Regions from separate parts of the Mus musculus genome. Here all the other regions are linked to region 1. Evidence: chromatin contacts called from public Hi-C, HiChIP or PLAC-seq and promoter capture Hi-C data. All regions are on one chromosome and are shown on one strand. Each heading gives the region's core, a stretch centred on a gene start, on an enhancer-like site or on the middle of the called end of the contact. The rest is flanking DNA. Distances are from core to core; before and after follow the strand shown.

Region 1 (3,850 bases), core at 521-3,020:
AAAATCACTTTAAAATCGGAGCTGCCAAAAAGTACAGGTCTGTAGACCCACTCGCAATGGACATGAGAAAAGAAGAGTTTCCAGTAACAAAACCCAATTGAGAATCAAGTCAAGCCAAGTCAAGTTCAACACGGCATCATCCGACTGAACAAGGCCAGGATGAACATGCACCATCTGGTATGGTACTCCTCTCGAATGATTCCAGCTAGCTGCATATAGCTATTGAGGGATTTAGGTTTAAAGTGAATGAACATATTTGCTGTGTGTGGTTTTTTAATTAGACAACACAGGTCTAAATCACTGCATGTACATTACAAATGGCTTGAAAAACAGCTTACTTACATTGGTGAGAGAAATTTAAAACTCCCTCTTACCTCGTCATAGCTTGCAGTTCTGTCGATACGGTGAATAATATCAATGTTCACATTCCCCAGTCTCTCTGCAAATGTAAGAAACTGCAGAGAAAAAGCATATTTAAGACATATTAGCATTCAATGCTTATCAGGTTTTGATATCTGCTGGAGTAAAACTACACCATAATCACATCAAATTCTGAACACAGAACGTTTTAGAGCTTCAGTGAGCAACCTCTGGACCATCACCACAAACAACAGTACCCTTAGCGTATCATTTCAGACCCGTGGTTTCTATTGGTCATAAAATATGTAACTTTTTAAAATAAGAGCAGCTATTACTTATGAAACACAAAAGGTAAATGTAAGAACTCTAAACAAAAGCAGTTACTACTTGAAGATAATAAATACTTGTACTTTTTGCATAACTTACTTCATCTGTATTTCTTTTTTCTTTTAACTTAAGTACCCTTGGAACAGGCTATGTAGCCAACGATGACCTTAAAATTTAAGTTCAGACCCTCTTGCTTCTACATCCCCAGGTCTGGGGTAACAGGCATTTAGCCATCACACCTGTTTTTGTTGTAACTGTTGTTGTTTTTAATGGGGATCCAACCTAGGGCTCCCTGAATGTTATTCAAACACTCCACCAACCGATCTACCTCCTACATTATGTTTTATCAAATACAATTTCCACACAGACTGGAACCTGGACGAACGCTTTCACACCACACCGAAAGCACAGGGATCTCGCTAAGTTGTGGGAACAGGTATATTTTTTAAAAACAGACAGACTCAGTTACAAAAGGGCTTGGAAAGGCATTATAAAGTACAACAGTAGCCAGCAGAAGTCATTCGCCACTTGCCAGCTCGCTCTACCCTCCTCTGTTCAGTCTTTAAAGTTAGAAGGGGGACTCGGTTGCAGACGATCCCCTGGGCCAATCAATTTGAGCCTGGAGTGAAGGGAGTTGCCCAGACAGGCCAGATCTCACCGCTAAAAGGCGGACTCTGGAATTCAAGTTTCCTCACTCCCCTGCGAACTAATGTTTTTTTTTTTTTTTTATACTGGCATAGTCTCCCATTTTCGCCAGAGCCCCGGGCAAGCGATTCCGGCTCTGCCCGGACTTGCAGGCCCTGGGGTTAAGGCGATCAGCTGGTCAGGCAGAGGCAGGGCGAACCGCGGCTCCGGGCCCAAACTCCCGCGCTCACCCGGTATGTGTTCTCGGTCTTGTGCGAAAGTGGCTTTGGCTTCATGGCTGCGGCGGGACAGCGGCCCGCGAGGGTCTCAGGACGACAGGAAGGGATCCGCGGGCACTGCGGAGGAGAAAGTTACTCCCACGCGGTACTCTCCAATGCTCCGGTGCCTGCTTTTCCTCACGTGTAGTTAGTGCCGCTGGGCGCCGCCATGTTGGAAAGCCAGGATGTGTGGGTCATGTGGGCGGAAGAGGCGGGCCGAGCATGCGTGCTCTTCCTGATTGTCAGTCGTGCAGTTTGCGGATGTACAGTTTTTGCTACATGAGAAGTTGGCCAACACAAAACAAACTCAGTGGTATTTTTGTGGACGTTTTGTTTTGTTTTGGACATTGTTTGTCATATTTGTCATTTGCCTGTTGGTCTTGATTTTCGTTTTTGTAGATTGGTGGTGATGGTGGGGTTTGGTTTGGTTTGGTGTTTTGTTTTTTCAAGACAGGGTTTCTCTAATCCTGGCTGTCCTGGAACTCACTGTGTAGACCAGGCCGGCCTCGAACTCAGAAATCCGCCTACCTCTACCTCCCAAGTGCTGGGATTAAAGGCTTATGCCACCACTGCCCAGCGTCCTTCCTTCCTTCCTTTCTTTCTTTCTTTCTTTCTTTCTTTCTTTCTTTCTTTCTTTCTTTTTTAAGAGAGAAGAATGTACAGTTGAATGGGTTGGGAGAATCTGAGAGGAGTTGGGAAAGGGAAAAACACGATCAAAATATATTGTATGAAAATTTTTAATAAAAAGGATAAAAGGGTTTTATTATAGAAAGAAAGCATAACCGTCACAACCTAGCATTAACTGCTGCTCGATACATACCGTGCACCATCAAAAGCTGTTTCCACCCATAATACAGTAATGCTGGTTATAAACTCAAAACGTGAAGTGTATGTTTGTTTGTTTTTTTTAAGCCCCCTTGGCATGCAAGGAAACCAAAGTTGGGCATCTTGTAAGTGACGATCTTCATTCACACGCAGACTCCGAGGTCCAGGTTTTAGTTTAGTACTAGAAAATAAAATCTGGCTCTTCACGAATGCCAGGAAGCAGCTCTACCACTAAGCTAGATCCTACAGCTCTTAATCATATATATAGAGAGAGTGTGTGTGTACAGTCGATGAGCCATGGAGTTATTTGCACAAAAATTGATGGAGGAAGGTCCAAGTGCAAAGTCCTTGAGATAAGATTTCATCCTAGCCTGGCTTGTGAGTAGTCAGAGCCCATCATGGGTAGAATACAGTGAATCAAGATATCTTTGCCTCCATTTATTACCTTTCCCATTGTAATCCATTTTAATCCATGGGAGTTCTGGGTATTTCTTCAAATCATGAAACAGTTCCCATGACTTTTGAACTGGGTTTGGTTGGCCAATCCATCATCATTTTATATTTTCTGTCCCCATGAGTTTTGTTTTGTTTTGTTTTGAGACAAAGTTTTTTTGTATAGCCTTGGCCATCCTTTCACTGTAGCCCAAGTGGGTTTCAAACTCAAAGAGCCCCCTGTCTCTGCTACTCAGTGCTGGGATCAGAAGTGTGCACCACCAATCACCACCCAGCTCCCTTCCTCATGATTCTCTGTGTTAAAGAGTAAGGTGTAAAACTGCCCCAATTATATACAAGTCAAACAATCCAAACGGAAATAACACTAGTAAGGTTCCTTATTCATAATAGACTTTGAATGTCTGAAATAATCCCGCATCCATTACCTCTCTGGTGTTTATGACAGCCCTGTGAGGTAAGCAGAAAGATATAATTGCCTTCCTATCATACAGAAAGAAATGAAATAGTCCCAGAGAAATTAAGCAATTTTGCCAAGGTCATGTGCTTTTGCTTGCCAATGCCAGAGCTTCTTACTCAGGCTTCAAAGGCCCTGGCACAATACTCATCTTCCCAAGTGATAAATGGTTGGCACTGTATAGCTCTCATGCTGCCCCAAGCACTGTTGCAAGTGTTTCCCATATGATGACTCATTTACTCTTCCTACCAGGTAGTTCTATTATCTTCATTTACCAATGAGGAAGCTAAGAGACAGACTGGGTAACTTGGCAGAGACTAGCTAACCCCATAAGGAAGTCAGAGTACCCAACAGTTGCAGGCAATGTCAGGATTTGTACTCTTAGTCTATGCACTATGCTACCAGAGGATTTGGGAAAAAGTTTTGTGATTCAGGCCATTGTGGGCACAGCTCAAGAGTCTTTGAGATCAAATCCAGAGATCCATTTACTCCTTAGATTGTTGCAAGCCCTTCCTGTGATGTCTATAGC
Region 2 (3,850 bases), core at 580-3,079, 940 kb after region 1:
GGTGTGTGTGTTTGTTTTGCTTTTGTTTGTTTGTTTGTTTGTTTGTTTATTTTTTGTTCTTTTGAGACAGGGTTTCTCTGTGTAACAGCACTAGCTCACCTGGAACCAGCTTTGTAGACAAGGCTGGCCTCAAACTCTCAGAGATTTGCCTGCCTTTGCCTCCTGAGTGCTGGGATTAAAGGTGTGCACCACCATGTCTGGCCAATTATTTAATATCTTAATGACTCAGTTTCATCACTTAAAATTTTAAGATTACGTTTGTTTATTGTGTGCATGCATGTCTGTGTGCTATAGAGTGAGTGTGGAGGTGAGGGCACAATGTACAGAATTTGATTCTCATCTTCCACCATCTGGGTACCAGAAATGGAACTCAGGTTCTCACAAATTCTAAGCTATCCTGCCAGCCCAGTTTCTCCACTTTTAGGATGAAGGGTATAATTATACATACTTTAGAAAGTTATAAGCCAAAATGAAGTCTATAAAGCACTTCAGAAGTGTAGCTGATAATCAGCAGCCATTGTGTAAAGAGTCTGGAAACACACAGAAAAGAATGTTTGTCTACTTGGAGACATCAGAGAGTATTTCTTAGTTCCGTTTGACCTGCATAGATTAGTCGCCAGTCTGTCAGAGTATCTGACACAGGCTACTTAGCAAGTGTTTAGCTCACAGTTTTGAAGGCTCAAGGTCCAAGTGGCTCTAGATTGATCCTTGGCTGTATCACCAGGTGGCAAATGGGAGAGAGCAATGGCAGGAGAATGTATTGGGAGCAAACAAGTGGTGATATCTTGAGCCAGGAGCAGGAGCGAGTGGGAGTGAGAACAAGCTAAAGAGGCCGGAGTCCTGACATCCCAAAGGACCTAAGAACCTGTCACAGGAGTCATAGGACAGAGGACTGACTCAACCATCATCACCCTCTGGGAGTTACGGAGGAAATAGTAGTGGGAAGGTGGGGCAGGAACAGGATCAGTGCGGCCATTGGATAAAGATCTACAGCAGGAAGAATTAGCTCAGGGGTGAGGGGGAGCATTAAGTAAGGAGTCTGTCACGCTGTGATCCAATTGTCCTTATCTCAGTTTCAGTTCTGGATTTTCCAGGTTCTAGAAGACTCAGTAGAGAGTAGTTATCCCTCACCTCCATTTTGTCAGGGTTGGGTGGTGGGGATAGGAATAGGGGGAGAGAGGCATTCTCGCCAGAGAATCTCTTCCTGAATTCTATCTAAGGTGACTGCAAGTTCGTGACAAAGACCAGAACTTTCTAGATGCTGCTGCAGGACACGCAGAACCTGATGTAAAAACTGACCTTTGAATGTCCTTGCAAATCTTGAAAATACTTCACTTTTATCTTGGTGCCTTTAGTCCGGAAGGGAGCTGAGATAGAATAGGTATATTTAGGGCTAACCAACCTTGAATTACCAGTTTCTATGCAGACGCTTCTTAAATGATTAACTTGCCTGTGTGCAGATTTGAGCAGGAATCTCAGCTGAGATTTGGAAGAGAGCAGATGCAAAATGAAAGCCCAGGGTTTTTCCTGTTTTTAGCTATCCATTGTGACATTTGCTGGGGTTGGGGGAGTTAGGGGAGTGGAAAGGGAAGAAGGGGGAGGGAGGTGTGAGGGAAGGTTAAGAGGAGGTGGGGGGGGGAGAGAGATTCCTATTTTCTCTCTCTCTCTCTCTCTCTCTCTCTCTCTCTCTCTCTCTCTGTGTGTGTGTGTGTGTATGTGTGTGTGTGTGTGTGTGTGTGTGTGTGTGTGTAGCCCTGCCTGCCTTGAACCTCTCTCCGTAGACCAGGCTGTCCTCAAACTCAGATCCAGCTGCCGCTGCCTCCTGCATGCCGGGATTAAAGGCGTGTGCCGCCACCACCTGGCTTAGGTCTCACCTCTTTACTGTCACAGTATCATACTATCTTGGGAACCAAGCAATCCTTTATGCACAGGGCTCTTTGGGGGAACATCCATCGTCCAGACTACAATACTAGACCATAAGAGGGAAGTAGGAATTTGGTTGGTGGAGGAAGAGCTAGGCATTCTGGGGCTTTGGGCTGGAGGAGATGGGAAGAAGATTGTTCTCAGGAGTAGCTGTGTTGGTCAGTCTGGCAAAGCTGCTCTACGGGATGAGATGTGCTTATGTGTACAGCAAGCAGGCTTTCTTCCGAAGTGATTATTCATTGGTTTGTGGCGGTTCTTGAGGTTGTGTTAAATTCTTAACTTGAAGTATAGCATCTTTATGACAGTGATTGGTGATTTTGGTCTCCCTGAACTTTGACTTTCCTAGTGCTGGCACAGAAAACACAGCTGTCAGGACCATGGCCCAGGAACATAGATTTAGTGTACCTCAAATACCATGTTCCAGTGTGGTAACAGTTCATGAAGCCTTTATGGTAAAACAGCAAAGAACATCATAAATCAAGACACATCAGATACATTGGTGGGAACTCAGTAGGGGGATTACAGCAAAGTGGACAAAGTCTCTTCTGTAGGCCCCAGATGTTGTCTGATATGCTTAGTCTCCGGGTTGGTAAAATCAGATGGTCTCTGTACATTCTGGTGGACTTACTTAATAGTTAGGGGTGTTAAGTGAAACAGCTGGGCAGTGAGGGAATATTTAGGGGACTTAGAGAGCCCAAGCTGGTTTGGCTCCCAATTGTAACATTCCAGTTCTCCACAATCACCGGGCTTTAAAAGCATTTCTTTATTATAATTATTGTGTATGCATGGTTAAGAGGCACACTCATGCCACTGTGTGTGTGTGAACATCAGAGGACAGTGCTGTGAGTTCTCTCACCACTTTTGGAGGATCCAGGCATTGAGCTCAGGTCACAAGGCTGTGGTAAGTGCCTTACCTGCTGAGTCCTCTTGCAGACCCCTCTACCACCCCACCACCCCCTTTCCCCTGAGACAGGGTTTCTCTGCGTAGCCCTGGCTGTCCTGGAACTCAGTCTGTAGACCAGGCTGGCCTCGAACCTGGAGATCCTCCTGCCTCTGCTTCCCAGGTGCTGGGATTAAAGGCCTGTGGCACCGCCACCCAGCTCAGCAATTACTTTTTGAAGAGTAGCTCGGTAAAATTAGAAATTTTTGTTTGGGAGAAGGAATTGTTTTCAGGTTTCAGAAATATCTCTAAAAGTATTGAAAAATAGGTTTGTAGTTTATTATTATCATTATTGTTTGTAGTACCAAGCATAGAAGTTCAGGTTTCTTGTTCTGTCTGGCACACAGGGTAAAATAATTTTTAAAGGATTTTATTTTAGGGATCTAGAGAAATGGCTTCACTGCTAAGAGCACTGTTGCTCTTTCTGAGGATACTAGTTCAGTTTCTAGCACCCACATCAGGCAGCTCCCAACTGTCTGTAACTCCAGCTAGAGGGATCTGATACCTCCTTTTTGTGGGCTCTGCAGGTACACACACACACACACACACACACACACACACACACACACACACTCACTCTATTATTTACTTATGCTTCATTTATGTTCGTACATGTGTAAATGTGAAGTGTGTTATGTGAATGCATGCTGGATTTCTTGGAGTCAGAGCTGCAGCGGTTGGTGGGCTGCATTGTAGGTACTGGGCTCTGAACTTCAGGCTTTCTGACAGAGCAGCAAGTGCTCTCAGTCACTGAGCCATCTTTCCCTCCACTCAGCTCTCGTGTGTACTCTTATAAGGAATTCAGTGTTATATCAACTTGTTTTAACTTTAAAAATACCAATTAAATGTCTGAAGCAACATGTTGAAAAGCAGAGATGAAATTTAAAGTGAGAATAGGAAAGGTCTTCCACAAATATCCCCTAAGAGAGGCTTCATTACACAAACTGGATTGCAAGCCATGGGAACAAATCAGACAGGTGGTAGGCA
Region 3 (3,850 bases), core at 923-3,422, 910 kb after region 1:
TACCTTGCTTCCCTTCAACAACTCTGTGAAGTCCATTATATTTTGATCAACTGCACTTGATCATGAAGCCTGTTGTGGAGTGAGTGATATACCCAGCTTCACTCAACTGGAGGAAACTTACTTTCCGTCTCCCAGCAGGTACAAATGATAATTCAGTTAACTCTTACTCTTAGTGGCTAGGTTTTCATTCATTCATTCATTCATTCATTTCTTAAAAGAATATAGCAAAATAAAAGACAAAGTGAAAACTATCACATTGAAGCTGGACAAGACAAAAGAGAAGGAAAAGAGCCCACAAGAAGGCACAAGAATCAGAGACCCACTCATTCACACGCTCAGGAGTCCCAGAAACACACTAAACTGGAAGCTAGAGTATAAGCACACAGGACCTGATGCAGAGCTGTGCAGGCCGTGTGCACAGGGCTTCAGTCTCTGAGGACTCATGACCTTTGCTCATGTTGATTTAGAAGGCCTGGTTATCTTGCTGTCCTCCGTCCCCTCTGGCTCTGAGGGGACGGATTTGCTGGAGACAAACCATTTAGAGCTGAATGTTCCGAGGTCTCTCACTCTCTGTGTAAAGTCTGGCTGTGGGCCTTGATTTGTCTTTAACGAGATCAGGGGGCCAGGAATGATGGGTTATGCTTACAATTCCAGCACTCAGGAGGCTGAGACAGGAGGACTCTCATGAGTTTGAGGCCAGTTTAGGATACACAATGCCCAGCTGGGCCACTGCGTAAGACCTTATCTCAATAAAGAACCACAGGGGCTTGGAGGCTATATAGTTCAGTAGCACAGCACTTTCCTAACATGTCCTAGGCCCATAATTCATTCTCCAGCACATTAAAAACAAAACAGAAAATCTGGTTCTATATGTATTTACATGCATCTGTTTATTTATGTATTTATGTGCACAGGTATTTTTCCTGCGTGTATGTCTGTGCACCGTGTGTGTGTGTGTGTGTGTATGTGAGAGAGAGAGAGAGAGGGAGAGAGAGAGAGAGAGAGAGAGAGAGAGAGAGAGGGAGAGAGAGAGAGAGAGAAAGAGAGGAGTTACAGACAGTTGTTAGCGGCCATGTAGGTGCTGGGAATTGAACGTAGGCCCTCTAGAAGAGCAGAATGAGCGGGTTAGCCATTTCTCCAGCCCCATGTACCTAGTTCTTAATGAGGAAAAAAAAAACTTATGTGGAAGCCTTATATATAAATGGCTTCCATCACCACTAAAGCTGTGAGAATCTGGTCATATGAGAATCTGGTCATATGGGCTGGGCTAAGAAGTAATGTTGTGCTTGTCCACCGTGCAAGAGTTCAACATAGCATTAAAAAAAAAAAATTCAGTCAAATGCCCACTGAGTTCTGAAGTAGTGGCCCTCAGCTGTAATCCTAGCAACCAGGAGGTGGAGGCAGGAGGATCTTAAATTCAAGGTCATCCTGGATTACACGCTGTGCTGCAAGGCAGCAGGGGGTGTAGCTCTGTGGGAAGGTACTAATTACCTACGCAAAGTCCTAGATTTCAGTTCTAGCACTGTGAAAGTCTACTATTTATTCAAACATACATTTTATAAAACACATCTTAAGATGCCACCGTAGCGTTCCTGACTTTACCAACCAGGTTATTCAACTTGGTTCCCCAATGCCTTCAAACTCCCTGGACTCTAATGAAGTGGGTTTTACTATTTGGGAGGTTGGGGGGCATTGAACCTTTTGAGGATCCGATGAAAACCTATAATCGTGTTCCCCTAAAGGCGAAACGTTGCCCACTATTTCTGAAATTTCATAAACTTTAGTCTCCTCAGTCAATCTCGAGAAGCCTATTTCCCGTTACCAAACGGAACATACATTCACTTCCGCAGCCCCGCGGCCTCAAACAAAAAATCAAAGTCAATTTCAGTTCAAAGCATCAAACCAACCAACGAACCCAGCTCGAAACTGAGCATCCCCCGACTGAGGCTGGAGGCGCGCGATGGCGTCTGTGGATCACGCAAATCGGAAAGCATAGTCTGTCAAGTTAAAAGGCGTACGTGTCCTGTCCCTCGGGAACGACGACCACTTACGAGACACTGTCATGGCTGTAACCGATTTTGGCGTTGTAAGCTCCATTATCCAGAACTAGGGTCGTCATTTCGGCACGCACCACGCTGCAGCGGAGTCGCTTTCCCACTGTTTGAATCTCCTCTGCTCAGGCTTCTTCCGGTACTCTATGGTCGATGGGGGCGTGGCCGTGGCGTAAACTTCCGGTTACCCTGACAACGGAGTACGCCAGAAGTCGAGCAGCGGAGCAGCCCTTCCTGTGCTTGTATCCAGTTTTCAAATGCATCGATTTTCGGTGGCAGCGACATTCCGTAGTAGAAACTGCTAAGTACTTTATTTCTTTTGATTTTCTTTACTGCGCACATTGGCGAGTGGAAGCTTTTTGTGAGCCCTTTGGTGGGCTGCGTGTGCGTGTATCTGATTAGAGTTGTTAAGACACTCCGAGCCTTGAAGAATTGAGTATGAAACCATACGCATCGTGGAACTGGATACGAAGTCTCTTCAGCCTCACCTTCATTTCTTGGCACTCGTCATCAGGTTATAGAATTTGGTCACAATAAATTATGTATGGGCTGTGTTGTTATCTGCGTTGTGCTTTAACTTATTTGCACATTCCCCAACGAATCCCCCTGCTTGTTCTCCGCTACTTATTTATGTATCCTATCTACAAAGGACTTCTTGACATCTGACATGTTCCTTGTCTGCTCTGACTCCTGGAATTAGATATCGTTCCTGGGTGTTTCTGTACAACGGAGAGCTTGTGTTTCATAATGTTAAGAAAAAGTTTTGGAGTTGAGCGTAATGGTACACGCCTTTAATCCCAGCACTCGGGAGACAGAGGGAGGTGGCTCTCTGGGTGTTCAAAACCAGCCTGGTTTACGTAGGACAGCCAGACATACACGATACAGAGAGTCTCTCTCAAAATGTTTTGATTGGAATGTAGACTCTGCTACAAAATAATCTCGGGTAATGAATCTGATATAAATGAATACACAGCCATGCTTAAGAGTAAGTTAGCTACACAGAGAAACCCTGTCTCAAAAAAACCAAAACCAAAACAAAAAAAAAAAAAAAAAAGAGAGAGTAAGCTGTTTCACTTTCTTTACACGTATTAACTAGTGTTTAAAACTCCAGGAGATAAAGAGATGAGAGTGTGGCCTTCTAATTTTAAACTGTGACTATGACATTAAAAACATATAAGCGGGCTGGAGAGACGGCTCAGAGGATAAGAGCACTGACTGCTCGTCCGAAGGTCCTGAGTTCAAATCCCAGCAACCACATAGTGGCTCACAATCACCTGTAATGAGATCTGATACCCTCTTCTGGTGCATCTGAAGTCAGCTACAGTGTACTTATGTATAATAATAAATAAATCTTAAAAAAAATGTTTAAACTAAGCCGGGCGGTGGTGGCGGACATCTTTAATCCCAGCACTTGGGAGGCAGAGGCAGGCAGATTTCTGAGTTCAAGGCCAGCCTGGTCTACAAGTGAGTTCCAGGACAGCCAGGGCTATACAGAGAAACCCTGTCTCAAAAAAAAAAAAAAAAAAAAAAAAAAGAAAAAAGAAAAAAAAAGAAAAAAGAAAAAAATGTTTAAGCAACTTAATGACCCTTGGGTTATCTAAATTATAAAATAAACTAATATGACTCTCACTATGTTATAGAATGGTTTAATATTAGTGTTAGAAGTCAAGCACCTACCTGTCAATAGATACTGTTATCATTTTTTTTAGTTTGCTTAATATTTATTTTGAGATAGGGTTTAACATAGCCCAGGCTGGCTTCAAATTTACTATATAGAAGGGCGCTCTTGAACTTGGGAT
Region 4 (3,850 bases), core at 606-3,105, 860 kb after region 1:
AGGACAGCCAAGGCCATACAATGAAATTTTGTCTCAAAAAAAGCAAAAACAAAAACAACAAAAAAAGAATTTCAGTTACTCCAAAAGGTAAAGCCATTGTGATCAGATCTATATTATGAGATGTCCATCCCAGCACAGAGACCACAGGTGTCAAGCCCTCTAGATGCAAGAGACCAATGTGACTGCAACAAGGAGGTGGTGCTGAAGATGAAGATTCAATATTTAAAAGGCAAACATCAATAGGACCTCATAAAAGATGTCGAATGAGGAATAATAAGAACTTAACAAATTTCAACTCCTATAAAATAGGATCAAAACATGTACGAGGACCTGGTTTTGGGGAGTTTTTTTGGTTTTTTGGTTTTTTTTTTTTGAGAGGATAAATCACAAATTTCAACTATGTCAACATGATTTAATTCCCAAATATAGAATGTATTTGTATAGCAATGTCCTACTGTATGGAATTACAACACATCTGTATTACATATGTAATCGTCTCTGACAGACAAAATGAATGATCTTCACATGTGCGTAGGTATATCTGAACAGAATAAAGCTCTATGTGTTCAGTTAGGCTCCTTTCCTTTGCATAACCACAATCCCCTTCTCCTCCAACCTTTATTAAGGAGGGGAAAGCCTTCAAAGTCGAAAAAGAATCTTCCAAGCAAACACCAGAACTGCTTGGGTTTTGTAATGGCTGACTGACTTACAGCATCTTTGTTAAATTGCTTTCTCTGAACAGAGGCGCACGACTCAGAAAACTTAAATACGGCGTTTCAAAGTGTCATCACACAATCCCTGGTTTTGATGTGCAAAGAAAAACCTCTAGCTGATAATTTACAATCAAAATCACTTTAAGGAGCTGGTCTGGAGTCTCTTCAATCCTGTTGAGAAAGGGAAACACTGTGTGTCCTTAATTACTGATCACAGGTAACGCGTCCATGCGAATCCCAAGAAGTTTCTGCAAGCTTTATCTGTCTAAACCTTTTTCTGTAGCTTAAACAGGCGCACTGGAGCCCCCATGGGGATTTCTTTCTCTCAAACCTTATCTGCCCCACCCACCTCACACACACAATAACCGTCCAGTCCAGAAAGACAACTACCATCAGAGAAAGGCGTCCGAAGTGCAGGGCCTTAGCCGGTGACCCCAGCTATCGGAACCAAGTATCAGAAACGAGGGGGGCTGTCTCAGCAGTCCCGGAGCACTGTCCAATTTCCCAAAAGGATACGGAGATCTCCACGGCGGAAACCCGAGCTCCTGCGCCAGCTCTGGGGACTCTCCCAGCAGCAGAATGACCCAGGCAGCGGGGCTCCCGTCGCCCGAAGGCCTCGCCCAGAGTCACCGGCCTCTGAGATCCGCTCCCTCCCGCTTCTCGCTACCTGGATCCGGCTTCCCGGGCCACCCACCGCCAGCCCGCCCGACCCGGCCCGTCACTAGGCAACAGTAGCAGCCGGGAGGCCCGGGGAGACCCGTAGCCCGCAAGCTGGCCGCAGACCCAGGTCGCCCGGTGCCCGAGACAGGTCACTCACCTCGCAGCCGGCTACCTGGAGGGGCGGTGCTGGGGCCGGTCCCCCGCCGGCTCCCTCAATGCCTCCGGGCTGTGACTGCTCGGGCCGCGCTCCTGGCCGCCACCGAACGCTTACTCCATCTCCTCCGTCACCCCCGAGTCCGCAGAACCCCGAGATCGAGGAGTAAAGGGGGAAGGGAGGGAAGGGACTAGGGAAGAAGAGCACGGTAGGGGGAAGAGCACCGAAAGACCTGCCCGCTCCTGCATGACGTCACTTCCGGGCGGTTCGGAAGGGTAAGGCTTGGCTTCCCTCCGCCCTCCCCGAGGCGGAGTGAGGCGGGGCTCCCGGGGCGGGGGTGGAGCCAGCCCGGGCCTCTGCTGACAGCCGTACCTGTGACTCTGATCACTAGTCTTCGCGGGCAAGACCAGCTTTCCGGGGCCCCAGGCTAGGAAGCCCGAGTTTCTGGAACCATAGAAGGGGATTCTCCAAGATAATGAGGACAGGTAACCAAATGTATATTGGAGATGACTGACAGTGACTTGATGGCTGGACACTGCAGCTCTGGTTGTGAGGCCCCTCCCCTTTTCTGTTTCCCAGGCCACCTGCCCTTGCTGGTCTAGTGACTGATTACATAGGACTCAGCTTTCTCTGACTTTCTGCTAAGTGACCTTAGAACCTAGAAAAGCCGTGCTTCTCACACAGGGCCGTGTTAAAGTGCAGATTCTGCTGCACAAGTAGGATCGGATGCTCTGCGTTTCTAAGACATTCTCAGATAACCCCGGTGCCACAGTTCCACAATTAGAGCAACAAAGATTATTTATCTTACGTGCTTAATGAAAGAAGTAAATTGTTCTGAAAAATATACCTAGGTGAAACTGGGCACAGCCTCTGTCTCCCTGCTATCCATCCAAGTAACCCGTACATAGTAGTAGGACTACTACCACCCTAACTAACCCTAACCCTGCCTCTCCTGTCTCTGCTCTGTCCCTGGTTCAGGTTAAAATGTCTTAAGATGGGTAATAGGGTAGATTCTATTACAAGAAGAATTGGAGGAGGGGGAGGAAGAGAAGAGGGAAGAGGATTATGGGGTGTGTGTGTATGTGTGTGTACATGTTTGTGTGGTGTGTTTACATGTTTGTGTAGGTACAGCTGTATGTACACACGCCAGAAAAGCTCGAGGCTAGAGGTTAGCCTTAGGAGTTGTTCCTGGGGAGCTGTCCATGTTTTTGAGACAAGGTCTCTAAATAGAACCTGGTGCTTTGCCTTTCTCTTATCTCTTCAGCTGTGAAATTAGGAGCACCCACCACCAAGCCTGGCTTTTTAATGTATGTTCAGGAGATCCAACTTAGATCTGCATGCTTAGAAAGTTATCATCTCACTAGCTGAGCCTTCTCTTTCCAGCCCCAGAAGGGTGGACTTTTATTTCTGTCCTTTTGCCAAGAGCATCTTATAAGTTATGTGTTGGTAATGTTACTTCTAGTTCTTCGTGGTCAAGAAAGGAAAGGCTTAGATTCTTGTATTCTGCACACAAAACATCTAGAAATCATGTTCTCTATATTTCAACTTTTTCTTTCTTACATGCTTTAATTTCATATTTTACTGGGGTAGGAGGAACTAGTTTATCTCTACTAAACATGAGTCTCTTTTTTGGAGTGATAAAATGGCCTGGGGTTAGATGATAGCAGTGATTGTACAAGGTTGCCAACGCACCAAGAAACACTGAATTAAACATTTTGACAGAATCCTAGTGAGCAAACCTAATCCTTTGCAGACCATGTGAGAATAGCTATCACAGGATATTTGAACACACTGTGAACCTCTGAGATTGTGTTACTTGCTGAAAAGGAAAAAGAAAAAGAAAGAAAGAAAAAGAAAAAAAGAAAAACCTGTTTCTAGTTGTGGTATGGCTCAGTCCTAGCACATACCTTTAATCCAAGAGCTTTCTGTTTATTGTAAACAGGATTACATTAAGTCATCGGTAGGTCAAGAGGCAGAGCAAGCTTTAAGTGAGGTAGGCAGGAGGTGTAAGCGAACTTTCCTCTTCACATACAGCACAGGCACTTTTGCTTCCTCTGGTGAAGAAGGGCTGCGAATGCCAAGCATTTAAGTATCTCTGCTCTAAATATTAGTCTTCCTTGGAGTCTCTTCCAGTTCTTCTTCCTTCTCTACATACCTTCTTTAGGCACCCAGTATGTTCTTGATTCTGTGACGATTTGATGAAAGAAATGCAGTAAAGGTTGTAACCATTAATGAAATATGGCTGCATCCCACCTGACTGCCTGTGGTGGTTAGAATGAAAGTGGCCCCCATAGGTTCATAGGCAGTGGCACTATTAGGAGAC
Region 5 (3,850 bases), core at 533-3,032, 830 kb after region 1:
TACTACCACAATAGACTCCAACATCTTCTTTTTTTCCCCTGAAACTGAAGTTTCAGGCAGCCATGAGCAGCCTGACATGGGTGCTGGAAACCTAACGAGTGTTCTTTGTAAGAGCAGTGACACATATCTTTAATCCTAGCACTTAGGAGGCAGAAGCAGATGGGGCTCTGTGAACTCAAGGCCAGCCTGGGCTACCAGTAAGACTATCTCCATACAAACAGCACCTGCTCTTAACCTCTGAGCAATCTCTCCAGCCCTTTCCAATTTACTCTTTAGTTAGAAGTCAATATGCAGTAATAACAGTGGGTCAGCAGTATAATTCAATAACTACTAACTATTGAGTTGTATATAAAAGGTTAAGATTTAATCCTAAAATATGCCTTGCTGTTTCTTTCTCCCGCCTTTCAACTTCATGAGGGCAACGGAAGCAGATACTGTGCCTGGATCTGAATGGAAGGAGCCTCCAGAGCTCTGTAGACCATGGGCAGGACACTGTTCTTTATCTCATCAGGAGGGGTTTTGGTTAGCAGCAAATCCATTTTTTGTAGAAAAATTAGCAAAATCTGTGTGAGAAAAGGGAAGATTATGAAAATCTGCAATCTTTAAGAAATTCTGTATCCTCCCAATTTAAAGTGTTTTCAGAAGATTAAGTTCTGTTTGTGGACACTCACCATGTTGCTAGCCTGAAGGCATGGAAGACAAAAACACACAGATCAAGTCTCTTACATGTCTACAGCAATGCTTAATTATCCAAACAAAGACTAACCTCCAAAGAGCTACAGGAACACATGGCTCCCCTACATGTTTCAATTATCCAAAAGAGTGCTGCATTTAAAAAGGAAATAAAAGCCAACAGAAATGAAAACATCTGTGAGGAATTTTTAATTGTTTCTAACATCATTTTGCTAGCTGCCTCTACATACCTAAATTGTAAGAAACAAACCAAAATACTTAAGTGAGATCTTTATTTATTTTATATGTATGAGTGCTTTGCCTGCCAATCTGTCTATTCACTAACATGGAAGCCAGAAGGCAGCACTCGAGTTCCTGACACTGGAGCTACAAATGGTTTTGAGCTGCCGTGTGGGTGATGGGAATCAAACCCAGGTCGGCAGTGCTCTGAACTCTCCAAGTCCCAGAATACTTAGTTTTTCCAATGCTCAATTAAAATTTTTCAGGAGGGCTTATTAATGGAAAAACTAAGAGGAGAAGGAAGACAAAGGTACCTTAGTTTCATTTCCTAATGCTGTGGTAAAAGCAAGTGAAAAATAAAAGAGTTTGTTTGCATCACAGTTCCGGGTGGTGCACTGTGGTGGAGAAGGCAGGCAGCAGGAACCTGGAGCAGCTAGTTACAGCCACACAGACAGAATGCTCACTAGAGCTCTGCTCTCTCTCCTTTGCTTCAGGACAGGACAGTTTGTAAAGTGTTACTGTTGCCCATACCGCAGGGTACAGCTTCCCACCTCAGCTAATTTACTTAAGAAAAGCCCTCCCAAGCATAGTCACAAAATAGCCTAATCCAGACTCTCTCATACTGAGGTTCTTCTCAGGTGCTTCTACAGAGCCAATAATCAAAAGTTACCAAACTAAAAAGAACAGGGTCAATCATGTGTCTTAGGATTTTCATCGTGACTGATGAACAATTTGGGTGACATGCCAACCTGACACTGTGACAACCGTCAGGGAGCCCAGGTTTAAAGCTCAGAGCTCTATCCTGTGACCTGTGCCTGGTTAGTAGGAGCACCGCACAGACTGTCTTCTACATTCTTAAGGAAAGGGAACTGGAGAAGAAGCCACAAGAACTGGCAGCAGGCCTTTAATCCCAGCACTCAGGAGGCAGAGGCAGGCAGATCCATCTTTGTGAGTTTGAGGTTAGCCTGGTCAACAAAGCGAGAGCCAAGTGAGCCAGGGCTACATGGTGAGACCCTGCTGCAGCAGGTTAGGGGTTAGGGACACCAGAAGGCTGAAAGAGAGGGGAGACAACCGCTCACAAGCACACTGTTCAAAATCTCAGAAGGATAGTTAATATGCTAGTTTCTAAAAAGTAAAAAATAAATTCTCCACTTTCACGGGGACAACTGCAACCAATCACAGAGCCGGCCCATCAGACAGTTCATGCTGACTAGTAAGCTACTGCCACCCGGTAGCAGAAACACCTAATGGTGTCTCAGCCAACAACTCTACATGTTAAAATGAGGATAAAAGCTTTCAGATGATGATGACTGCTACATGGTTCTAAAACAGAGATGAACCCAGACTCTAATCCAGGTATGTAAGCCCACACTTCTTAAACTCAAGATAAATATCTACTGTAACAAAATCTATATAATTTATTTCACTTACACATTCACATTATATACATATGCATTGTGTGTGTATGTATATATATATATATATATATATATATATATATATAATTTGCATTTTTCTCATACATACACAGATCACATACTAGTTCTATGATGCTTTACACATTTTCCTCTTTTAATAAAATTATTTATTAGAAAAAAATAGAGACAACTGACATACATCATCTAAAAATTAACTAATGGAGTATCAAGCCAAATAAAAGTATCAAAAACTTGATTTTTCCAAACTGCCAGCTTTTAATTAGGGACAATGTAACACATGCAAAGTCTGATTACAACTTATTTTCTAAGACAATGACTTATAAAAAGCCACAAACATTCATTTGCTAAGTTTAATTATAATATTAGCTTTCTGACTAGTGAAAAAATCTAATATACGTACCTCAAGTATTTAAACACTTAACATTTTTTATTTATTTTTATTTGACATGTATGGGTGTTTTGCCTGAATGTGTATGTCTGTGCCTGGTTCCTGGAGTCGAGTTGGGTCCCGAGGATAGGAGTTACAGATGGCTGTGAGCCACCATGTGGGTGCTGGGAATTGAGCCAGGTCCTCTGCAAGAGCAGCCAGCACTAAGCCATTTCTTTTAAAAGCTCAAAATAGTCACTGTTTTGTTCTTAGGGATAGTAGCTATTACAATAACGCATAAACATTTGGAAGTCCTCACAACATACCTGGATTGGCTCCTGCTGTTTGAATACAGGACCGAGTTCAGGCAGAATTAATTTGATATATTCTTCTTTGGTGCATTCCTCAGCAATGAGCAGAACATTAGGTAAAACGAAAGGTACCATATCAGGGTTGACAAATTCTGAGGTCAGACAGGGTAAAATCCTCTGCACAATGACACGCTGAGAGGAAAAAAATGAAAAATTTGTAAAAACAAAATGTATTCCAGAACTTCCGTATTTACAATTGAAGTGTAAAGTGACCATAAAGCTGATGGCTGAAACTGAAATATTTTCTAGACTCTGTCCGTAAACCAGGCTACATGCTCGCTCCAGCGTTTGCAAGCTCATCTTGTGTTCACTGACAGTGATTCTTCTCTTTTTCCTATCACTCATGACTCTGATCATCTACCTGAAGCAGCACCTCACTCTAACTGATAACGCAGACGGCACCCATGCCTGTGTGAGAGGAACGGCAGTGCTCTGCTTTCCAGCCATGACAGTAAAGGGTAGCAGACAAGGGCTGTGACTGCTGAAGCTTTACAATTTTAGAGTCACAAAATAACAGTCTTACAACTAGTACCTTCTCTAGCATTCATTATTTTCGTTTTTAAGACTGTCTCACTGTGTAGTCTGGCTAGCCTAGAACTCAGATGTCCACCTGCCCTACCCTACCAAGTGCTGGGACTAAAGATAAAGGCATATGCCACCAGACCCAGCCTCACCAGCATTTTGAATATTATTTGACATTCATTGTCTAGTAAGTTAAGAGAAAGAGAATAGGAATACAGTAGGATCGCATCAGTATTGAT
Region 6 (3,850 bases), core at 398-2,897, 680 kb before region 1:
AGCTTCTTAGTGCCAAATACTTTCCATTTAATATTAATTACTTTGTTCCATCTCCTGTGTCCTGATGATGTCAGTCTACAAATGTCTGGTTTTGACACATGAAGAAAATAATGTTCAATGACACGAAGCTAGTAAATAGCCAAAAAAGCATAAATTCAAGATTTCTAAGTTTTCCCTAACTTCTGCATGCATACAGAACCCTTTCAAAATAAGCCTAGATGTGTCTGTATTCTAGGCAGCCATGCTATGGAATCAGTCCCCTCTCTACTTCCAGTCTTCTCTGTGTCTCTTTTTACAAGTCTGCTGTGTGTATATGTTCGCCTTTATGTAAGCACATGTGTATGGAGGCCCAAGGTTGACACTGAGTGTCTTCTCCACTGCTCTCCACCTTGTTGACTTGCCCCGGCATCACTTGTCTACACCTCTAGCACACTGGGGTTGCAAGCAGACTACTACACCAGTGTCTCCGTTAGCCCTGGGGATTTGGATTCCAGTCCTCATAGCTGTCCAGGCGCTTTATCCAGTGAGCCACCTCCCCAGGCCTCACTCACAATTCTCTGATGAGCACCTAGGTTATCTCCTATTTATCTCTTAAAAAACAAAATTGAAGAAGACACAAAAGCATGAGCTATGGGTGATATGATTAGTTTGCCTGAAATATTTTTTTTTTCCATCAACCATTTAAACATGTAAAACCATGTTTAGTTCTAGATCTGGCTATTCACCAACAGGCATCTGGGCTGGCATGCCAATATCCACTGTAGTTCCAGCTTTTCCAGGGTTACCTAACTTTAGATCTGGCTGCCCAGGTATAAGAATGGTCACAAAGCAATCAGGACTATGCCGCCCCCTCTGTTCTACCTCCCAGCCTGTTGTGAAGACTCGATGAGACGCTGGATATGAACAAAACAGAAGGTGTCAGAGGGAATAAACTCTTGCTTTTAAACTGGATTCAAAGTGCACTGGAGCAGAAAATCTGAGACAGGTAGTTGTCGCTGGAAGGTAAAGTGAGAGAGCACCACACTTAGCTAACTATCCCTGCCACCACACCCCTGCATTAGCTGTACCTCGTGATTACCACAAATTTCTCCACGTCCATAATTGGGACTACTTAACAGAATTATAAGGCACCAGTGAAGGAAATAGCCAACCTCCTTATTGCCAGCACTTAGCAAATCTCCATTAAAAGATGACAGGTGACAGTTATTCTTCTTGCCTGGTCCGGAATGGCCCTCTGAAGGATGCAACGACAGAAAATCTGAGAAGCCTGCACTCGTCGTGTGCCAGATCCCCGATCTAACGGACTAAAAGAAGATTTTGATGGGTTTCGGTCTTGCCGAAGCCCTAGCGTCTTTTTTTCCACGGGACACCGTGAAGTCGGGGCGAAGCCACTGCGCAGACAACGCCACTGGCTGGCACGTCGCTGTCACCGAGATGCGTTCGCAGAGCAGCAGCCCGAATGCCCACTGGAACTGCGACCCGGGGGCACAGAAGAGACCAGACCCACCTCGTCCAGTGACCCAGGCTGGGTGCAAGCGGAGGGAGGAGCAGCGCAGCCAGGACGCCGGAAGGCAGAGGTTTGAATCGCCTCGGCGTCCCTTTCAAATCTCGCGGCACGACCTGGGAACCAATCGCCGCGCTCGCCCTCCGACCCGGAAGCAGAGCGGGCGCACGCCCTGGCCACCTATGGTCGGGAGAGCCTTGCCCAGGTCGCCTCCCCTGCTTTAGGTGCGTATCGAGTGCGGTGACCGGGGATCGCCAGCTTGTGCTGCTTCCCCAGGGGCGCTTCCCTGTTCTCCAGAGCTCTTCCTTGTGACCTCGCGAGGTGGGAGTGGGTTTTCTCGGGCGACGCGTGGGGGACACAACTCCAGGGACCCTGGGAATATTGACCCAGGGCTTTAAAGACCTGGAGGTCAGGGGTTGCCATCAAATCCGGACCTCAAGTCCCCTGCATGCCTTATACCTCTCTGCTCTATGGTCTTCTCACCTGCCGGTCCCGCGTAACATGTGTCCAGTCTCTCTGAGATGGGACTTAATCTGAAAAAACTCAGCAGATAACTCAGGATTTTACGTGTTCTTTCTTAGCCTAGGGTGCCTCCTTTTCATTAACAACAAAGTAAAAATTAATTTGCACGTGAGAATGCTATTTCTACAGTACACACTACCTGTCTCGAGACAAATTAGTTGAGGATTGTGACAGGTGTTAATAACGTTAGTATCACACATTACTCCAGAGCCTGTATTTTTTAATCTCCTTATTTTATTGCATGGGTAATGGTTGGTTATAACTATTGCTACCTGATATTATCCTTCAAGGCTCTTGGACTCCATGTGTCTTTAGGCAGGGGTGGGACTTTCCAGTTCATCGGACCCTTGATAGTTCAGGTGGTCTGTCAAATTAGAATGTTAAAGGTCATATAATTCGAACAAATAATGTAGCATAGTCCTGAGATAGGCAGGTGTGTGTATTTGTGTTTTCTCTAGCATGTAGGCCCAACACATGCTAAATCTTTTAAATCCTCAACCTGTTGACGAACTTGGCAAATTTCTTCATAGGCAAAGAAGGGACTATTGGTAGTACCGGCGTTTATGGTACTCTTGCATATGACAGTGTCAGTACAACTTTCCAACTACAAATAGTGCTGCATCTCTATTGCTTAATAATCTTAGGACTCTATTTGTATTAAATTTATTCATGTGTGTGTTAATATAAGCAGACTTCTCTTTTGAGCTGGCTCTGACATTGCTATACCAAGCCCCATTATGATTCTTCTGTTGAATGACAAACACTTTGTAAATTTTGTTTGTGATCCACAGTTTCCTGACAGGCAATAAACAACTATTTGATTCTTACAACTGCTCCAGCTTTGGGATACAAGATGAAGCAAGATGCTACAAGAAATGCTGCGTACACCGTGGATTGCGAAGATTATGTGCACGTGGTAGAATTTAATCCCTTTGAGAGTGGAGATTCAGGAAACCTGATTGCATATGGCGGCAGTAATTATGTGGTTGTTGGCATGTGTACGTTTCAGGTTAGTCCACAAACTATACGGAGTGACAGTAGAGATACTTTATCAGTAATGTGTACAAACCAAAGCTGAACTTAAAAGTATGTTGCTTTTAATACAAGAAAAAAAAATTTTTTGAAGATCTACAGGGAATTCCCGTTACTAATTGTTGAGACATGTGTATACATTATATAGATGATAGATGTAAAAACAATGAAGGTCTTCTTTCACCAATGATTCGTAGAGGTGTATTCTGATAAAGTCCAACATAACTGAGCACACATGTATTTCTATGTATTAGATACACTTCAGATTTCCCCACATCATTCTGTCATAGGAAACAAGGTGATACTGAAAGGCTAAACAATTATCTTCCAAGAAATTCCTAGCTTTCATAGATAATGTTCAGCTTTCCTATTAGCTTACTTTCACACCTTGTGTATCTGCAGCAGATATTCATATAACCATATAGGATTACATTTACAGCTGGCGTTCATCATAGCTCTCTCTGAGGTCTGTGTAACCTGAGAACCTAGACACTTAGTTTCGAATGGCTAAACTTGGTTAGATACTGAACCGCTCTTCTCTGAAGGTAAGGAATATGATTGAATCCCTTTAAGAGTGGAGATTCGGGAAACCTAATTTGGTTTGTGAGGGGTAGTGTGTGAGTGCACATAAAGTTCCCAGAATACATTCGGCACATGGTAATCCATATATGTGTATTTTGTGGTTAGTATGAGCAGCAGTGGCAGTTATACCCTCATATTTAATCATCCAAGAGAAATCGCTTCCAAGAGACTTATTACATGGTTCCTCACGGAAAACCTAGGGTCCACATA
Region 7 (3,850 bases), core at 1,007-3,506, 620 kb after region 1:
ACTTTAATTTTGGCCAGGAATATAAATCAATCCTAGGCTGAGGTAGAGTGCTTGCCTAGCATGCATAGAGTGCCAACCCAGCCAGGTGGTGGTGGCGCATGTCTTTAATCCCAGCACCTGGGAGGCAGAGGCAGGCGGAGTTCTGAGTTCGAGGCCACCCTGGTCTACAAAGTGAGTTCCAGGACAGCCAGGGCTACACAGAGAAACCCTGTCTTGAAAAACAAAAAACAATTAAAAAAAAAAAAAAAAAGAGTACCAACCCAAGACACACACAAGACACACACACACACTAACTCCACCAATAGCTAATATAATACCTTCTTACAACCAGTTTATATTGCATGACAGTAAGCAGACATCTATCAGATAATACATCAGCAGTTGCTAACACATGACTGACTGATGACATCAAACTCCCAAGATACTATCAGCGAAAAGATCACATTACCTTTTATATCTGTGCTATACTTTATTACAGTCAGGTTCTGTGACAGTTTATGATTCATAGATAAAATACTTAGTAATGTTCTGTTAACCAAAACATCTGGTGCATCACAGTGCAATTCAATGAGAAAACTCACTGGGTTCTTAGAGGAAGAAGAATAACTAATCCCAGCACTTGGCAGGCGGAGTTCTGAGTTCGAGGCCAGCCTGGTCTACCGAGTGAGTTCCAGGATAGCCAGGGCTACACAGAGAAACCCTGTCTCGGAACAAAAAAAAAAAAAAAAAAAAAGGAAAAGAAGAGGAGGAGGAGGAGAAAGAGGACTTATTATTATTATCCAAGAAATGTAATTAGGTTACTGCAAAAATTATTTCTGAGGCAGTTCTCTCTGATGATGAGGTTCTAATTCAACGCAAACTCGAGACAAATCAGATTAGCTTCCCATTCTCTCAATACATCCTTATTAGGTGTGTAAAAGGTGTACCTGATCCAAACATGAACAACTACTGAAAGACAGTAAAACATGTTGTACACTTTACTTTCTCAACAGGAAGGTGAAAAACATGCCTGAGGTAAGGAACTCTGCCCAGCGTCTCCAATGTCATGGCAGCAGACAGCTAGAAAGCAGTGTCAGCTGACCATAGTAAGTTTTAAAAACTGATGAGTCAGATGCAGCACCACGTCAGAATCTACACCAGAATATTCTTACTAGTTTCCTCCTGAAGGGAATTAAAGGTGTGGGGAAATCCCAATTTTCAATCATTCTGTGTAAGCTCAAGAGAAGTGAGCCCACAGCCATTCAGAACTACTTATCTAAGGGTAGTCATTAACGACCTCACATGGGCTAAGCAAAACCCAAACTCTGACCTAGACTGGACCCGCAGAAAAACACGTTCCTTCGTTTTAAAGAAAGACTACAGAGCACTCTAATGTGATCGACTCGGCCCCTAGGTTTAAAGGAGACAGGATGGAACGAGGTTGGGGTGGGGTGGGGGTGGGGGATATGCATGGGGATGCAAGCTCTTCAAATGGTTCCTCCGCCTCCCAGGGCATTCTGCAAGCCTCCCCCAATTCAGTTCTCCAAACCCAGGGGTGTGGGTGGGAGAGCGTTGTGCAAGGGCTCCACTAATGTTCCCTAATTCCGTTAAGTCTGGGAGATCTGAGCCCTGCAGAAGCGAAATAAGGAAGAGTCTGTAGTGCCTATCACGGGGCAAAACAGCAGCGTGATCATGAGTAGGAGTCTGTCCTGGGCCAATGATTATATCCCTTCCTTTCTGAGGATGATGATGAAGAAGAATCAAGTGACCTTTCTGGCTGGGCGCTGGGCAGCAGGGTGACCGGCTACCATGCACTAGTTTGTGTCTCAGAGCAGGACAGGTCGCGGCTCTACCTCGCGCCCCTCCCGCTCCCGAGCTCACACTTATAGCCCCTCTTACCCACCAGAGCGGGCAGGTGTCGGAAGGTGAGCTGAACGTCACCGTGACAGCCCCAAGAGCCAATCATAGCAGGCGGCTCCCTCAGTCAGCCAATCGCAGAGTTCTAGGGAATCCTGCAGCTCTGTAGCCCACCTGAACTCCACCGGGACGCTATAGACTGGGGAGGTGGGGGTGGGGAGTCCGTGCTGAGGCGCAGCAAAGATGCCGCAGGACAGGCAACGGAAAGTTAGGGAGGAAAAGAGAAATCCAAGAGGGAAGTCACTCACCAGCCCGGGAGCGAGATCACTTCTCCGGGCGACTCGGGCTCAATCTGTGCGTGCCAGCAAGCCTGCAACCAACCGCCGCCGCCGCCGCAGTTCGTCGCCCAGCGCGGCCGCCTGTTTCGAAGGAGCCAATCAGAACCGGAGGCGTGGTCTGGGCGCCACGCCTCCGGAGACTTTCTACCGCACGAAGAATTCGTAGCGACCTTTTCCAGTCCAGTCTCTATCAGTGGCAGTGACAACCCCTCCTATTTGTCCCGTCGTTCAGGAGAGTGTGTGAAGCCCGCCTCTCAAGGCTGCTTCAGAGCGCCCTGGAATGTTGCTCTTCCCAGGACTTTGAGCTCCTTCCAACCCTAAAATCTGCTTACATCCATCCGGAGGGGCACTGAGGTTTCCAGAAACACAAACCAACCCAGCAGGGACCCGTCCAAAGCAGAAGTCTTTCAGACAGAGCCCACCCCAGGCCCCTCACTGTGAAAGAGAGAGAAAAACCCTGCAGTCACCCCTGGAAGCCAAAAGAGGATGTTGGCTCTTCCTTCAGGAAACGTGGGGGAAAGGGGAGTTGGATGTCAAAGTAACAATGTAGCCATGTGATTGTTACACTGTAGTGATAGATGTGAGTTAACTTCAAAAGTGGCTTTTTGATGTGGGCTGATCTTACTGGCTAAAAGCCTGGAGGTTCTGTGTTCTGGCCCAAGTTCTTAGATTCCTGCGGCTTCTGTTCCTTTTAAGTCTTGACACCTCGAATGTGCAGGCTTCTCCATCTCTAAATTGTGGGCATTGAACTGAAACCTGGTCTCTCACAAAAACAATACAGCTTTCATAGGGAACAAAACAATCTCAGTTTTCAAAGGGCTGAGGGGCATGGAATGGGGAGTCTGTGAAACAGGGTGATGGTCAGAGGTTTGGAAATGACTAGATATTGAAGGAACAACAGGAATCTGCCAGAGGAAGTCATTGCTATGAACGATTGATTCCTAGGCAGGAGTAACAGCAAATGCAGGACCCGGGAGGCACATGGAACGTTCTGGAAGGAATCGTTTTGCATAACCTAAGTTTGGACCTGGAGAGACAGAGCAGTCTGAAAGTATGTGTGTATGAAGGTAGGCCTGATAGATACTGAGGGATGTAGATGCAGTCCTGGTGCAGGCCTGTGAGATAATTACAAGGATATAAAGAACAAGGAAATTCATTTGTGGGGTTTTCATTTTAGGGAGGGGGGGGTGTGTTCACTTTCAAAGATTTTTGAAGAAAGGAACAGAATAGTTTGTCATTAAAACAAACAAACAAACAAAAAGCAACCTAAAATGACAACTCCCTAAAGTAGCTCAGAAGGCGGGTATGAAGGAAGTATCTGGAAGAACTAAGAGGGTGATTTATCTGGCCTTGGTTATTATGTGGTGGCACTAGTCTTAGGAATACAGGAAAAACAAGCTGTGGTAGAGGACCAGTGTTCATTTTCGCTGGGTGTATTAAGTTTGAAGTTCAAGATAATCGTAGAGCTAAAGATGTCCCGATAACAGCTGAGCTGGCTGGAGCTACTTCAATCCATCTAAGCAGAAGATAAGGATTAGAGATGCTCTGCGGCAGGCCCTATCCTAAGCACCAGGGATCCTGCTCTCCCGGGATTCCAAGTGGAGAAGGCCATCATTAAAAATTGATCAATGGACTTGATGATATCAGCCTGTAGTTGTTCCTGGTTTTTTGTTTCC

What was found. Promoter capture Hi-C pulls out the DNA fragments that hold promoters and counts their contacts. Hi-C and Micro-C count contacts between places; a contact is called where the count stands out from the background. HiChIP or PLAC-seq counts read pairs in DNA pulled down with a chosen protein or histone mark. Capture Hi-C pulls out chosen DNA fragments and counts their contacts.
Region 2: a promoter capture Hi-C map of liver shows a contact between it and region 1, with 4 times the contacts expected there. The contact joins the enhancer-like site here to the promoter of Utp20 in region 1. A contact is called at or near these places in 5 of 39 promoter capture datasets (the C10 cell line, embryonic stem cells, hippocampal neurons and 1 more) and 1 of 115 datasets of contacts at active chromatin or transcription factors (embryonic stem cells).
Region 3: a contact with region 1 is called in a promoter capture Hi-C map of pre-B cells. The contact joins the promoter of Actr6 here to the promoter of Utp20 in region 1. A contact is called at or near these places in 10 of 39 promoter capture datasets (the 3T3-L1 cell line, the C10 cell line, the HPC-7 cell line and 6 more), 1 of 484 Hi-C or Micro-C datasets (embryonic stem cells), 6 of 115 datasets of contacts at active chromatin or transcription factors (astrocytes, bone marrow-derived macrophages, embryonic stem cells and 3 more) and 2 of 9 other capture datasets (adipose tissue and liver).
Region 4: an H3K27ac HiChIP or PLAC-seq map of thymic regulatory T cells shows a contact between it and region 1, with 6 times the contacts expected there. The contact joins the promoter of 1500026H17Rik here to the promoter of Utp20 in region 1. A contact is called at or near these places in 8 of 39 promoter capture datasets (the C10 cell line, HPC-7-derived erythroid cells, cranial neural crest and 4 more), 1 of 484 Hi-C or Micro-C datasets (CD8 T cells), 6 of 115 datasets of contacts at active chromatin or transcription factors (astrocytes, bone marrow-derived macrophages, differentiating embryonic stem cells and 2 more) and 1 of 9 other capture datasets (adipose tissue).
Region 5: an H3K27ac HiChIP or PLAC-seq map of embryonic stem cells shows a contact between it and region 1, with 6 times the contacts expected there. The contact joins the enhancer-like site here to the promoter of Utp20 in region 1. A contact is called at or near these places in 9 of 39 promoter capture datasets (the 3T3-L1 cell line, the C10 cell line, the HPC-7 cell line and 5 more), 3 of 115 datasets of contacts at active chromatin or transcription factors (all in embryonic stem cells) and 1 of 9 other capture datasets (embryonic stem cells).
Region 6: a Hi-C map of LSK cells shows a contact between it and region 1, with 4 times the contacts expected there. The contact joins the promoter of Nup37 here to the promoter of Utp20 in region 1. A contact is called at or near these places in 3 of 39 promoter capture datasets (liver, pre-B cells and stem cell-derived epiblast-like cells), 6 of 484 Hi-C or Micro-C datasets (CD4 T cells, CD8 T cells, LSK cells and 2 more), 2 of 115 datasets of contacts at active chromatin or transcription factors (bone marrow-derived macrophages and embryonic stem cells) and 2 of 9 other capture datasets (adipose tissue and liver).
Region 7: a promoter capture Hi-C map of adipose tissue shows a contact between it and region 1, with 3 times the contacts expected there. The contact joins the promoter of Gas2l3 here to the promoter of Utp20 in region 1. A contact is called at or near these places in 10 of 39 promoter capture datasets (the HPC-7 cell line, cranial neural crest, embryonic stem cells and 6 more), 3 of 484 Hi-C or Micro-C datasets (CD4 T cells, cerebral cortex and cortical neurons), 3 of 115 datasets of contacts at active chromatin or transcription factors (embryonic stem cells, extraembryonic endoderm stem cells and large pre-B cells) and 2 of 9 other capture datasets (adipose tissue and embryonic stem cells).

The regions. Positions count from the first base shown.
Region 1 is chr10:88,825,044-88,828,893 of GRCm38.p6, forward strand. It overlaps Utp20 (UTP20 small subunit processome component), which reads right to left and starts at 1,771. Exons shown (of 62, transcript NM_175158.3): 1 at 1,563-1,771; 2 at 375-455. The coding sequence starts at 1,607.
Region 2 is chr10:89,767,887-89,771,736 of GRCm38.p6, forward strand. All of the region lies in intron 1 of Uhrf1bp1l (UHRF1 (ICBP90) binding protein 1-like), which reads left to right. Among named protein-coding and RNA genes, the nearest start is that of Uhrf1bp1l, 25 kb to the left of the region's middle. Within about 2 kb of position 1,830, at least 25 of the 459 cell types and tissues checked have an H3K27ac peak or open chromatin away from gene starts, as enhancers often do. A contact at or near this core is called in liver, where this site is marked.
Region 3 is chr10:89,730,123-89,733,972 of GRCm38.p6, forward strand. It overlaps Actr6 (ARP6 actin-related protein 6), which reads right to left and starts at 2,173. Exons shown (of 11, transcript NM_025914.3): 1 at 2,052-2,173. The coding sequence starts at 2,119.
Region 4 is chr10:89,684,508-89,688,357 of GRCm38.p6, forward strand. It overlaps 1500026H17Rik (RIKEN cDNA 1500026H17 gene), which reads left to right and starts at 1,856. Exons shown (of 3, transcript NR_130956.1): 1 at 1,856-2,012. Scyl2 (SCY1-like 2 (S. cerevisiae)) reads right to left here and starts at 1,787. Exons shown (of 18, transcript NM_198021.3): 1 at 1,531-1,787.
Region 5 is chr10:89,653,664-89,657,513 of GRCm38.p6, forward strand. It overlaps Scyl2 (SCY1-like 2 (S. cerevisiae)), which reads right to left. Exons shown (of 18, transcript NM_198021.3): 9 at 3,045-3,221; 10 at 441-563. Among named protein-coding and RNA genes, the nearest start is that of Scyl2, 31 kb to the right of the region's middle. Within about 2 kb of position 1,783, at least 6 of the 459 cell types and tissues checked have an H3K27ac peak or open chromatin away from gene starts, as enhancers often do. A contact at or near this core is called in embryonic stem cells, where this site is marked.
Region 6 is chr10:88,145,345-88,149,194 of GRCm38.p6, forward strand. Nup37 (nucleoporin 37) reads left to right here and starts at 1,648. Exons shown (of 10, transcript NM_027191.2): 1 at 1,648-1,728; 2 at 2,818-3,035. The coding sequence starts at 2,880. It overlaps Parpbp (PARP1 binding protein), which reads right to left and starts at 1,597. Exons shown (of 11, transcript NM_029249.2): 1 at 1,152-1,597.
Region 7 is chr10:89,441,711-89,445,560 of GRCm38.p6, forward strand. It overlaps Gas2l3 (growth arrest-specific 2 like 3), which reads right to left and starts at 2,257. Exons shown (of 11, transcript NM_001033331.2): 1 at 2,145-2,257.